Regions from separate parts of the Hordeum vulgare genome. Here region 1 is linked to region 2. The links are chromatin contacts, called in public Hi-C maps. All regions are on one chromosome and are shown on one strand. The core of a region is the stretch at or near the end of the contact, and the rest is flanking DNA. Distances in the headings are between cores, read along the strand shown.

Region 1 (5,691 bases), core at 1,147-3,646, 390 kb before region 2:
TAGTCATCATATAAACTCCTTGAAACCAACACATGGACTTCAAGAAGTGCATATGGACAAATCCTACAAATATAACTCAAGACAAACATTAGCCCGTAGGGATTGTCATCAATTAACAAAAGCACGTATGGAGAAATATGCTCTAACAATATCCCTCATTTTGGTAATGAATGACAATCACTTTCAAGAGAGTTTATATAAAGAAATAAGCATAAACAGGCAGAGACATGCAAAGCAATAATTCATGGGTTTGAGATGCAAATGCTTAAGCAATAAAAGCAAAACTCTCTAATCATTTCCAAACTAAACTCTTTAAACTTCTCCCCCATTGGCATCGATTGCCAAAATGGACGAAAAGTTTAGAAAGTCAATATAACATGTGGTCCTCCAAAAAGTGTGTACTTCTCAACAAACGAGTTCAAAGAAATACTCATATACAATGATAAGTAGTTGGAGAAAAACGAACTATATCAAGCAGCAATCCCTTGTCAGCTTGAAGTAGTCGTCGTGTGCCTCCACTGCCTCCACAATGCGCAAAAACAATGATTTTCACGTGCGAGAACGATGAAAGTAGTGGGAAAAGAAGAAAAAGAAGCGAGAAGAGACGACAACCAAGATGACGGGGAGGTTTGAGGAAATCTTTGCGAAGAAGGAGAAGACATGTTTCAAGCGCTCCAACATCAGGGAGGACAAAAGGCCGAGAGATTTAACATGTTGATGAAAAGCTCAAGCTTGAAGAGAAAAAATGTTGAGTTGATGCCGCTACGGAGAATTCGAAGATCTTGACTTTCAAGATGAAGAATTTGGATGATGATGCAAAGATAACCATGCAGTTGTTTGCCTTAGGACGTTATAAAACGCTTGAAGGAACAGTCAGAGACAAGGAAGAAGTAGTCCGTCCAAAAGGAACCGCATGACAAAGAGGAACTGACGGCATATTGGACATGAAGACTCGGATAGCCAGTTTGACAGGGCAATAAATTCATGTATTTTTGCACAGACTGACAAGCTGAGATAATTATGTCATTGAACATGTAAAAAACCTACGAACATTGTTTTCTTTATTGTGATCTGACGTCAGGCATTTGAATTTCAGATTAATTTGACCTGGATAAATGTTTAAAGGATGTGATTGGATGACCAGCTTCCGCGTTTATGTCGTGGACTGATAACAAACACCGTGACCAATTTGAAATCAGGCATTGGAAATGCCCTATAAAAAAAAACTACAGTGTTGCGGGTGAAAATAGGCTAGCTGCTTCCTGGAGTGTTTATATTTTATTGATGTCATAAACTGGAAATAGTTTATTCATGAAACCAGAAAGTGATCCATCCTCATCAAGCCCCTGCCGCGAATCAGAATCTATCTCATCGCCGGATGGGAAGCGCATAGATGATTGATGTGGTTCGGTTTCCAACTTCCCATTCAGATCAGATGCTTTATCAAAAGCATTTTCTTTTTTTCCCTCTTTGCTTCGAAAAAAAGTGCAACATACAAAAAGAAAGAAACCACTTTGGATGATGATGAAACTGTGCATTGATACTACTCCTGCTCGATAAAACATGGAATTACTTCCACTTTCATTTACTCATATTTTTTGTCACTGTTCTCTGTACACATTGGTTTTATTCCTCTCACAGCTGCATCCTAAGCTAGAAACGGGATTACATGGCATGCATATTTACAGAGGCTTAAGGAAAATTGCAAAATGAAACTAGAAAAGACTACCATTTATTTTTTTGATTTTCGGGGCCTCGTTTTTGCCTCTTGCACGGTTGCTACTCCACGAGTGCGGCGAAGCAGCTCTCGGTGCGCGCGAGCGGGGCGCCGGCGCCGGCGCCGGGCCCGGCGCCCACGGCCGTGGCGGGGACGACGGCGTCGCGCCTCGGGCTGCTCGGCGTGGAGCGGACCAGCCTCGGCGGCGACGGCGAGCCCAGCCTGCGGCGGAGGAGCAGCCGCAGGGCCGCTATGAGCTCGTCGCCCGGAGACGGCGGCGCGGACGCGGACGCGCGGCGCCCCTCGCCGCACACGCAGGCGTGGCGGTCGAGCGCCTCCGCGGGCGACACCGGCGGCGAGGCCCTGCACATCTCCTCCGCGACGGCGTCCCCGCAGAGCCCGCAGATCCACCTCCCCCCGTACCGCGCGCGCACGCCGGCGATGTACGGGCCCGTGCACTCCTCCGTGAAGCCGCAGCACTCGCACGCCACCTCATCCAACTCCTCGCGCGCTTGCACCTCCGCCTCCATGGTCAAGACCTCCAGCTCACAGACCTCTATCGCCGCCGAGAAAGAAAACCCGCCGCCTCCTCCGCGCCGGTGGTGGTCGCTGCCGCTCCGACGATGTCTACCAGAAAGAAAAGCCCCGTGTCCGTGCGCGCCTCCGGAGTCCGTATTTATCCCGCCCGTCGTGGTCTTGCGCCCGCGCGCGCGATGCTGGCGTGTGGGCCCGGCGTACGCGCGACTGAATTATGGGCCGGGCCCGCCTGCGCCACGTGGCACCGGGGCATTGGGCGCGGGACCGGGTCCGCCTGCCAGCTGTGGCCAAGTGGGCGGGCCGGGGGTCCCGTCGTTGCTTGCGGTTCAGGTGGCGCCAAAGATGTCCTGCCTGTTCCGCGGCTGGCAGCCGGTTAACTTACCACGGCACCACACGGCTTGCTTGTTTAAGCAAATCACGTGAGCGCCTCGTTATCTCGTGGACGACGATGATAAATAAACAAACTTGTACTACGATGTGACGGCGTCGTGTTTGATGAGAATACGGCAGCCGTACGTGTGGTGTGGTGCTAGGCTAGTTTGTGGATATATAGATTCTACTTATTTGATGATTTCCATAGAGTTATACTCCTGCACTACATGGTGCAAGTTGTTGTGCATACAAAAAGAAGGTGTGACGGCGCTAGTGGTCAACGTCCACGCGCGTATCATTCTGTCTGGCTCCGCTGAACATGTAGGGCGCTTGGTGAAGGAAGAAACCAAAAGAAACGAGGAGGCGGGCGACAGCGATGCTTCGCGTTATCTATTGCTTACAACTGGCCCCTGCAAATCGAGCACGCCAGCGGTAACTTGCAAGGAAGAAGCCGGCCCTCTCCCCGGCCTACGTCGCCGTCGTTCACACCGCGTTGACCTGGAGCGGCCATCTTCCTATCCGTGTCAGCGATTGTCGCTCGTGCAACACGTAGTAGGAGCAGCACGCGCACGCGCGCGGCGGCAACAACGAGTGTTCGAGCGACAAGTAACAACTGCCGAGCGGTCGAGAGGCGATCGATGGAAGACGTGCATGAGTGCTTTGCACGTCGAAGCGTTACGTGATCGATCGTAAGGATGGATGCGGACGGCAGGCTCTACGGCGTGACATGAAAGATTAACGGAGGCGGCCCGCGTGGTCGGGTTTTTTATTGGTGTTACGCGGCTGTCCCGGCCGGCGACAGCGCGCGTGGGCGGCGAGGTGTCCGACACGCGCCCGCGGACGGCTTCGTGGGCGGTGGGTGGGGTGGCAAGCGCGGGCGACCGGGAGGAGGTCGGACGATGCGTGCGTACGAGGCGCCGTGCGGGCGGGGTTTGGTCGGCGAGGGAGGCGGCGCGCGCCAGGTCGTCCTGGCTTTCTCTATTTTTTTGGAAAACCACGAGGCCGTTCTTGTTGTTAGACGGCCCACGACGAAGGGGTTGGTCGTCTAACTCGGTACTATAGAAAAGCCCACGACTATACAGTAGTTAGGGTTAGCCCGCTCAACGTTCCGCCCAACCTGCACCGACTTTCTTCTTTGAATAGTGTCTACTCCCTCCGTTCACAAATAAATGTACATATAGATTTGTACTTAATCAAACTTTTTAAAATTTGATCAACTTTATAAAAAATAGTAGCAACATATATGACATGAAAATGATATATTTGAAAACTTCATGTGAACGTAAATCTATTGATACTAATTTGATGTCATAAATGCTAGCACCTTTTTTTAATAAAGTTAGTCAAAGTTTAACAAGTTTGACTGATAGAAAAGGAAAAAGTACAATTATTACCGGACAGAGGGAGTACACTCTACATAGAGACAAATATGTCTAATCTAACAGGCCTCCTCCGCTGCCGACCACGTGTCTTGATGAGGTCCACTACCGTTCGCTGGCCGGTCTTCACGTGTCCTGACGCATGAACTGCATCGTCCGCTGGCATCTTCGTGAGGTAGACCGTCGTTGATGTACAGTTTCTGCAACATTATCTTTGTTGCATTAATTTTTTTAATAATGTCTTTGTTAAAAAAAATTACACATGTTTCCGTAACATGACTTTTATTGACGAAAAATTTGACAAACATTTCCGCAACATGATATTTGTTACAGAAAATATACTATGAGAAGTTTTGTTGCAAAAATGAAATCTATAGATATTTCCGCAATACGATCTTTGTTGTGGAAAATATTATATGAAAAACTCTATTGCAAAAAATGTTTTATAAGTGTTTCCGCAACACGATCTTTGTTGCAAAAAATATTCTACATGTATTTCCTCTACAGATCTTTGTTGGACGTAGGTCCGTCAAGGCCGGATTAAAGTAGTTGTTTCTGCAACTTTAAAGTTGTTGTTGTGGGAATTGATGAATGGAGGAAAGAACAAACGGGGCGTGGCAGGCGATCGGTCCGATCTCCTGCATGCCGATCCAACGCTATCAAGGTGACGGAAGTATAGCACAGGTCGGCTCGTAGACGCGTAGCAGTAAAAAAAACAGAGACAGATTTAGAGTAAATTACACAGATTTACCCTGCACTCTTTTGACGATATCAAGACCTGATGACCCGCGCTTAGTTCTTGATGTGGATCGTGACCAGAAAACAGAGCTCAACGCCCTGATGTGCTGCACTTTTCTGATGATCTGGCTTGAGAGAAACAGACGTGTTTTTGACACAAAGTTGCTTCGATGTAATCGGTTGTTACGACGAAAGTTAGGACCGAGCTCTCCCTATGGATGATGGCCAGAGAGTGTGGATCGGTGGAGGATGATAGGAGAGAGGTTCTGTAAGGACATGTAGTCTGTAACGCTTTTTACCATGGACTTTTTATTACGTCGAGGACAAAGAAGAAGGAGAAATAAGGAGACCGTCTGCAATTTAATAGATCGTCAGTATCCCAAAAATATCGCCAGTTGATGTTCAAAAAAAATATCGTCAGTTACCGATAGCCCTTTTCCATTGTACGTTCAGGGTGTATTTCACATGCAGGATCTAGCTAAGAAGTGCACGAAAATGGTGGCTCGCATGCAACTATATATCCACGTTCGAACGTGCTACAGATAGCAAAAAGACAGACCGATGTAGATGATGTTTTGACTGCTGTCTATATGTGACGTGAAGAATTATTATAGATTGCAGGTGTCTAAACTAATGTACATGTCCTAAGATGATGCAGGGTGGGTGCACGCCGAAGTGCCACGTACACCTTGTAAATATCTACTAGCAACAGGGCCCGTGCATTAATGGGAGAAAAAAAATACCACATGCTTGGCACACGGTTGGAGGCATGGGGAGGGGATCTCATCGGATGATGAGTTCTTGCCGAAGAAGGGATAAGATGAGGGAAGCAAGGGTTAGACGCCTCTATCTGACCATAAGGAGTCGCCGATGTCGCGCCATAACCTCGAAGTTCCCCGTGTGAGCCATGGAGACCCGCCTCCACGTGCAAATACTTCGCTCCGCCGT
Region 2 (5,437 bases), core at 2,566-5,065:
TTACGCCAACGACGGTCATACAAGTTTATCAAGAAATCCTTATCAAGGTCTACATTATATCATTGTATGTTTATGATTATAATATTATTGGCAATACACAAGTTCTTGGTGAAGGACTTCATCATCTATAGACGGAATTTGAGATGAAGGTTGTAAGTAAAAACAAATTATTGTCTTTGCTACAATTCGAGCGCCTTCACCCAAGACATAGGGTACACCATTTTGCCTATATCCAGAATTATTGGAGAAATTCATTATGAAAAACACATTTGTATTTAAACCCCATGGTTGTTCGAGTGCTAGACATAGATAAAGATCCATTCATACTACGAAAGATGGAGAAGAGATGTTGCCATGTTGGGACATGATGTTTTATATGCCAGTGCCATAACACTAGTGAACAAGACCAGGAGTATATTTCGATATCTCCAATGCACCAAATATCCGGAGTTATTCATTAATTTCATGAAAAAAAAACTGAATTCTAATGCCCTTGAATATGTCGATACTACCGATTTATCTAATCTTCACAATACCAAATCAAAAATAGGCTTCATCGAGCTACATTGTGGGCATGCTATTCCATTGATATATAGCAAACATATTGTGATGGCTACATCCACCAATTATTCATGTGAAATAAAAGACCGCATATTAATATGTGTGGCTTCACGGAATGCTAAGCCACATAGAATATTCATGTGGTATTGGTTCTATTGAATCACCAACTATTATGTACAATGGTAATAATACTTACGTTGCTCATATGTAAACATGTTATATGAGAGCAATACCACTAAAGCATATTGCACCTAAATTGAAAGGATCAAGGGGAGTCTCTTCCTAAACTACGACCTATTCAAACATTGCATTACACTCATTTTCCTTTTGAGAGTATGAGTTTACTCTCAAAATCCTCGTCGATGTTTAATTGAGGTAATACCAATACAAGAATATATGGCATAACTCCTATTTTTTCCCTTTGGCTAAACTTACCAATGGGTTCTATCATTTTGATGTTTCCTGAATTAAGTTATCAAAGAGACAATTAACAGTATATCCTATATCATTTTCTTCATATTTTTTCCAATTGGTTTTAAGGAGCTTTAACAACATATCAAATATCATCCTCCTCAGATTTCCCATAGGGTTTTGGGAAAGAACTTAGCAACTTCAAAGGTCATATGTCATGCTTTAAGTTTTCCCCACCGAGTTTTCAAAAGAAGTATACACGACATATTTATTGTTCTCTGAAATCTCTAATGTGTATTCCTTTTATGGTTTCCACATATGTATATCAAAGAGATAATAATCATTATGTGTTGCGCCACTTTACCCTTATTTTGTCACTAGATGTAAAGGAATTTAACAACATATCATACACACTACTCACTCATATTTTCCCACATGGTTTCTGGAGGAGCTACTAAAGATAATATATGCTTGTGATCAATAAAAATATTCTCAAGATTTTACAAGGAAATCACACTTTTATCTTAAGCTTTTGAACGTATTTGTTTGACTATGATGATGTTCTAGAGACTGATATTCTTGCTATAGGGGATGGAATCATGATTGCATTGCAATGGAGCAGCCTACCAATCGATATTGAATCGCACAGTCTCGAAGCGGTTAAGATGGTGCAAAGTGAAGATACCAATAGATCAAAATATGCCTTTATTATAAAGGGGGTCAAATATAGTTTAATCGAGCGTAATTCTTGAAGATCACAAACAAATATGCTAGTCATTCTACCATGTTTAGGAAGATCACAATGGCGAATGGTTGTGTCGTGGGTCTGGCCGAATTGAACTCCTCGACATTGTGTGGCGTGACCGTAATTCTTGATTTTGATTAATACAAGCTTTATCTCGCAAAAATGATGGTATATGGGACCCACACTACACACTCATGACGGTCTAAGACCTCTATTCACAGTGTGTGTGGCCTGGTCATAAGTCTTACATATTCCTTAAGACCTAGGGTTGTTGTTTTTTCAAATGGAGGCACACGATTTGCCTCATTCATTAAATAAGAGTGAAGAGTTTTAGAGTGTTACAAAGGGCCCACATTCACGCCATAACAACTACTCGCGCACCACAATACACCCTAGATTCTTAGCACCCGCGATAAACCAAAACTTGGTGTCGTCTATGATAGCACGCGGGAGGACTGGAGGCAGCGCACCCTTGTGACAGAAGACTCTAGCGTTACGCTCGTTACAAGTTATCCAAGAGACAAGCATTGTATGGGAGGCCAAGACTCGTCGATTTGGGTTTCGCAAGCCGATCCGCTTGTCCCACCATTCCGAAATGGATCCACCCAAATGCCAAGAGGAGGTGTCCATGTGCGCGAGGCAGAATTTAAGAATGATCGAGTTCCGTAGACTAATTGTGTAGTTGCATTTGTAGAAGAGTTGCACGCCCATATAGTTTTCTCGCCTGCAAAGGGGCCAAAGCCCACAATTTTCCAAACCGCGCCGCTCCAGTCTATCGGCGGTCCAAATCCGGTCTTGGATAGCCAACCAAGCGAAGAACTTCATCTTGGGGGGCTAGGAACTGGGCCTTGTATGCGGTGGCTGTCGAATATATCCCGTTGTTGTCGTGCTTCTAGATAATGTCATGGCTGGTTTGTTCATCCAGGTGTTAATCGTGCACAAGCATCCATAAATGGAGATTTGGGAGATATGGGCATCGAAAACGACGATGTTGTGAGTGATGTACAAGCGCTTCCATTGAAGGCCTCCCACACTTTCCAATTCTTACGCATGGAGGCCTCAATAATTAAAGGAGCAATGTCCTTTGGCTTCCGTCCAAGAAGCCACGATGAGTCTCAAGAAGATGCTTTGGCTCCGTTGCCCAAATGATGGTCGTTGAGACATATAAGAAGTCCATGTCCTCCTCCATGCATGGGTTCCCAAGCCCCACCCAAAACATGTTTGGTTCCTTTCATTCAAACCATGATCGTCCGAGATGCAATGCCCGAACAAACTTGCTAATTTTTATGACCCCAAGCCTCCGAACTCCTTGGGGTGACAAACCACCTTGCAATTCACTTTGCATTTGATTCCCGTCGTTTTAACCGATCCAGATCAAAGAAAGGTTGTCTCTAATTTGTTGGATTTTGACACATTGGAGACGGTGCTACACACATTTAAACGGATATTTGTCCTTTGTTTTTACTTTTCTTGTGAAATTCCATAGATAAACGCATATAGACAAGCAAAGAGAGGTTGATTGACGGGCATTTTTTTTCTACACCGAAAATGACAGATTGACCGCGTGGCCTGCAAATTCGTCTCTGCATAATAAAAGCCATAGCTTTCGCACCACAGAAGTACATACATGTCGATGTTACCGATGCTCCGTTTATAATCAATGCCGATCGAGAACCCCATTTTCTGAACCCAGAATACAGAATGATAAAAGCTCGTTTCGACAAATGAATCCGCATGCAACGAATCCGTGTCTCGTTCCATCTCCATTTTTGTTGCTACGTCAGAGAAAAGAAACACCACCTTAGCCTCTGGTAGCCCGCCTAGCTAGCTTCCGAACATTGCAGAACAAACCCTGCTGGCCAGGCAGCGACGCCCATGCATGCTAGCAGCAGCAGCGACGCATTGGCATGGCACGCGCCGGCTGACCGTTCGGTGGCGCGTGCATTCGTGGAGACTTCGTGGCATGACGTGTCACGCAGCAGCTCCCAACGGACCCCCCATCCATGCAGACGCGGCGCTGCTTGGACCACGCCCTCGTCGCCTGCGAAACCTGCTGAAACTGGCCCATCATCCGGTGCAGAGGCGCAAACCCATATCTCCATCGGCATACACAGGATAAGTACAGTTCAACCGGCACCGCGCTAGTCCGGCACTCCAGCCTCGGCCTGTGCTGCCAGCAGCCAGTATCACCCGCCACAGCTTCGTTATTCAGTTCAGCTTCCACCAGTTGGGTGGTGTGCTGCTGTCTCGTGATCATGGCGGCCGGTGGTCTGTTGGGCACGGCGGCGGTGGCCGTGGTCGTTTCGGTGGCGGTCCACGTCGCGCTCAACTGCCCCATCCAGCCGGTCCCGTCGCCGCCGCCGCCCGCCAAGCGCTACCCGCCTAATAACCTCCTCCAGGTCAGTCATCGTTGGTCCCTTGCCACGCCGCCCCCGTGTACAGTGTCCTAGAGTAATCTCGCCGTGTCACGCCGCGTACCGATCGATGGGCTGATGGTTTGGTATATGCAGGGGCTGGAGAAGCTGGGGGAAGGGCGGCTAAGCGCGCCGGAGGACGTGTACGTGGACGCGGCGGCGGGCGGGGCGCTGTACACGGCGACGAGGGACGGGTGGCTGCAGAGGATGCACCCCAACGGGACGTGGGAGCGCTGGCGGTTCGTCGGCGGCACGGGCCTGCTCGGCATCGCGCCCTCCGCCGACGGCACCATGCTCGTCTGCGACGCCGACAAGGTAACGTACGCACAAGGCTGTTGCATGAGCGGCACGACAGAATCAAAATCGTAAGAACAATCATTTCGACTGTTCGAAAGCTTCGGTTGAACTTTGGCAGGGATTGCTGCGAGTTGAAGAGGGCCGCGTGACCATTCTCGCCTCCACGGTGGAAGGCTCCACGATCAGGTCCGGCTCGTCTCAGAATCGCAACGTGCGCTGTGGCTGTACGTACGTACGTACGTACTGATCGTTTCTCCCCGTTCCGGCACACGGTCAGGTTCGCCGACGAGGCGGTCGAGGCATCCGACGGCACGGTCTACTTCAGCGACGCCAGCACCAGGTTCGGCTTCGACCGGTGGTTCCTCGCCTACGTCGAGTCCCGCCCCACCGGCCGCCTCCTCAAGTACGACCCGCGCACCGGCAAGGCCTCCGTCGCGCTCGACAACCTCGCCTTCGCCAACGGCGTCGCCCTGTCGCAGGACGAGGCCTTCGTCGTCGTCTGCGAAACAGGCAGGTAAGTACGTAGCTGGACAGAGACAGACACGCCCTGCAGTTCACTCTACTCAGTCTGCAGTCTCAGGCTTGCTGCAGCAGCTCCATCAACAAGTGACCAGTTCGTTCTGTGAGGTGCAGGTTCAGATGCACGAAGCTGTGGCTGAAGGGGGACAAGGCTGGTCATGCCGAGACGTTCGTCAACGACCTTCCGGGGTCTCCGGATAACATCCAACTAGCGCCAGACGGCTCCTTCTGGATCGCCCTTATCCAGGTTAATTATCAGTGCACACCTCAGCTCACCAATTTGGATACATACCATAGTCCAGACCAGCACAATCAATCATCTGACAAAGAGCAACGTCTCGTCACTCTTGGCATGCAGAGGTCGCCGTGGCTCGACCTGGTCATGCGCTGGACGCTGACGAAGAGGGTCGTCGCCTCGTTCCCGGCGCTGCTCGACGCGATCCACGCCGCCGGGAAGGGAGCGATGGTGGCGCAGGTATCGGAGGACGGC

What was found. A called contact is a pair of places that touch in the nucleus more often than the background predicts.
Region 1: a Hi-C map of seedling shows a contact between it and region 2, with 2.5 times the contacts expected there. The contact joins the promoter of LOC123429698 here to the promoter of LOC123425330 in region 2. A contact is called at or near these places in 3 of 6 Hi-C or Micro-C datasets (leaf and seedling) and 1 of 1 datasets of contacts at active chromatin or transcription factors (embryo).

What each region holds. Positions count from the first base shown.
Region 1 is chr2H:101,980,968-101,986,658 of MorexV3_pseudomolecules_assembly, reverse strand. It overlaps LOC123429698, which reads right to left and starts at 2,396. Exons shown (of 1, transcript XM_045113709.1): 1 at 1,551-2,396. The coding sequence starts at 2,247. The coding sequence ends at 1,780.
Region 2 is chr2H:101,589,993-101,595,429 of MorexV3_pseudomolecules_assembly, reverse strand. LOC123425330 (protein STRICTOSIDINE SYNTHASE-LIKE 4-like) reads left to right here and starts at 3,815. Exons shown (of 6, transcript XM_045109014.1): 1 at 3,815-4,116; 2 at 4,228-4,446; 3 at 4,547-4,614; 4 at 4,706-4,942; 5 at 5,062-5,194; 6 at 5,306-5,437. The coding sequence starts at 3,973.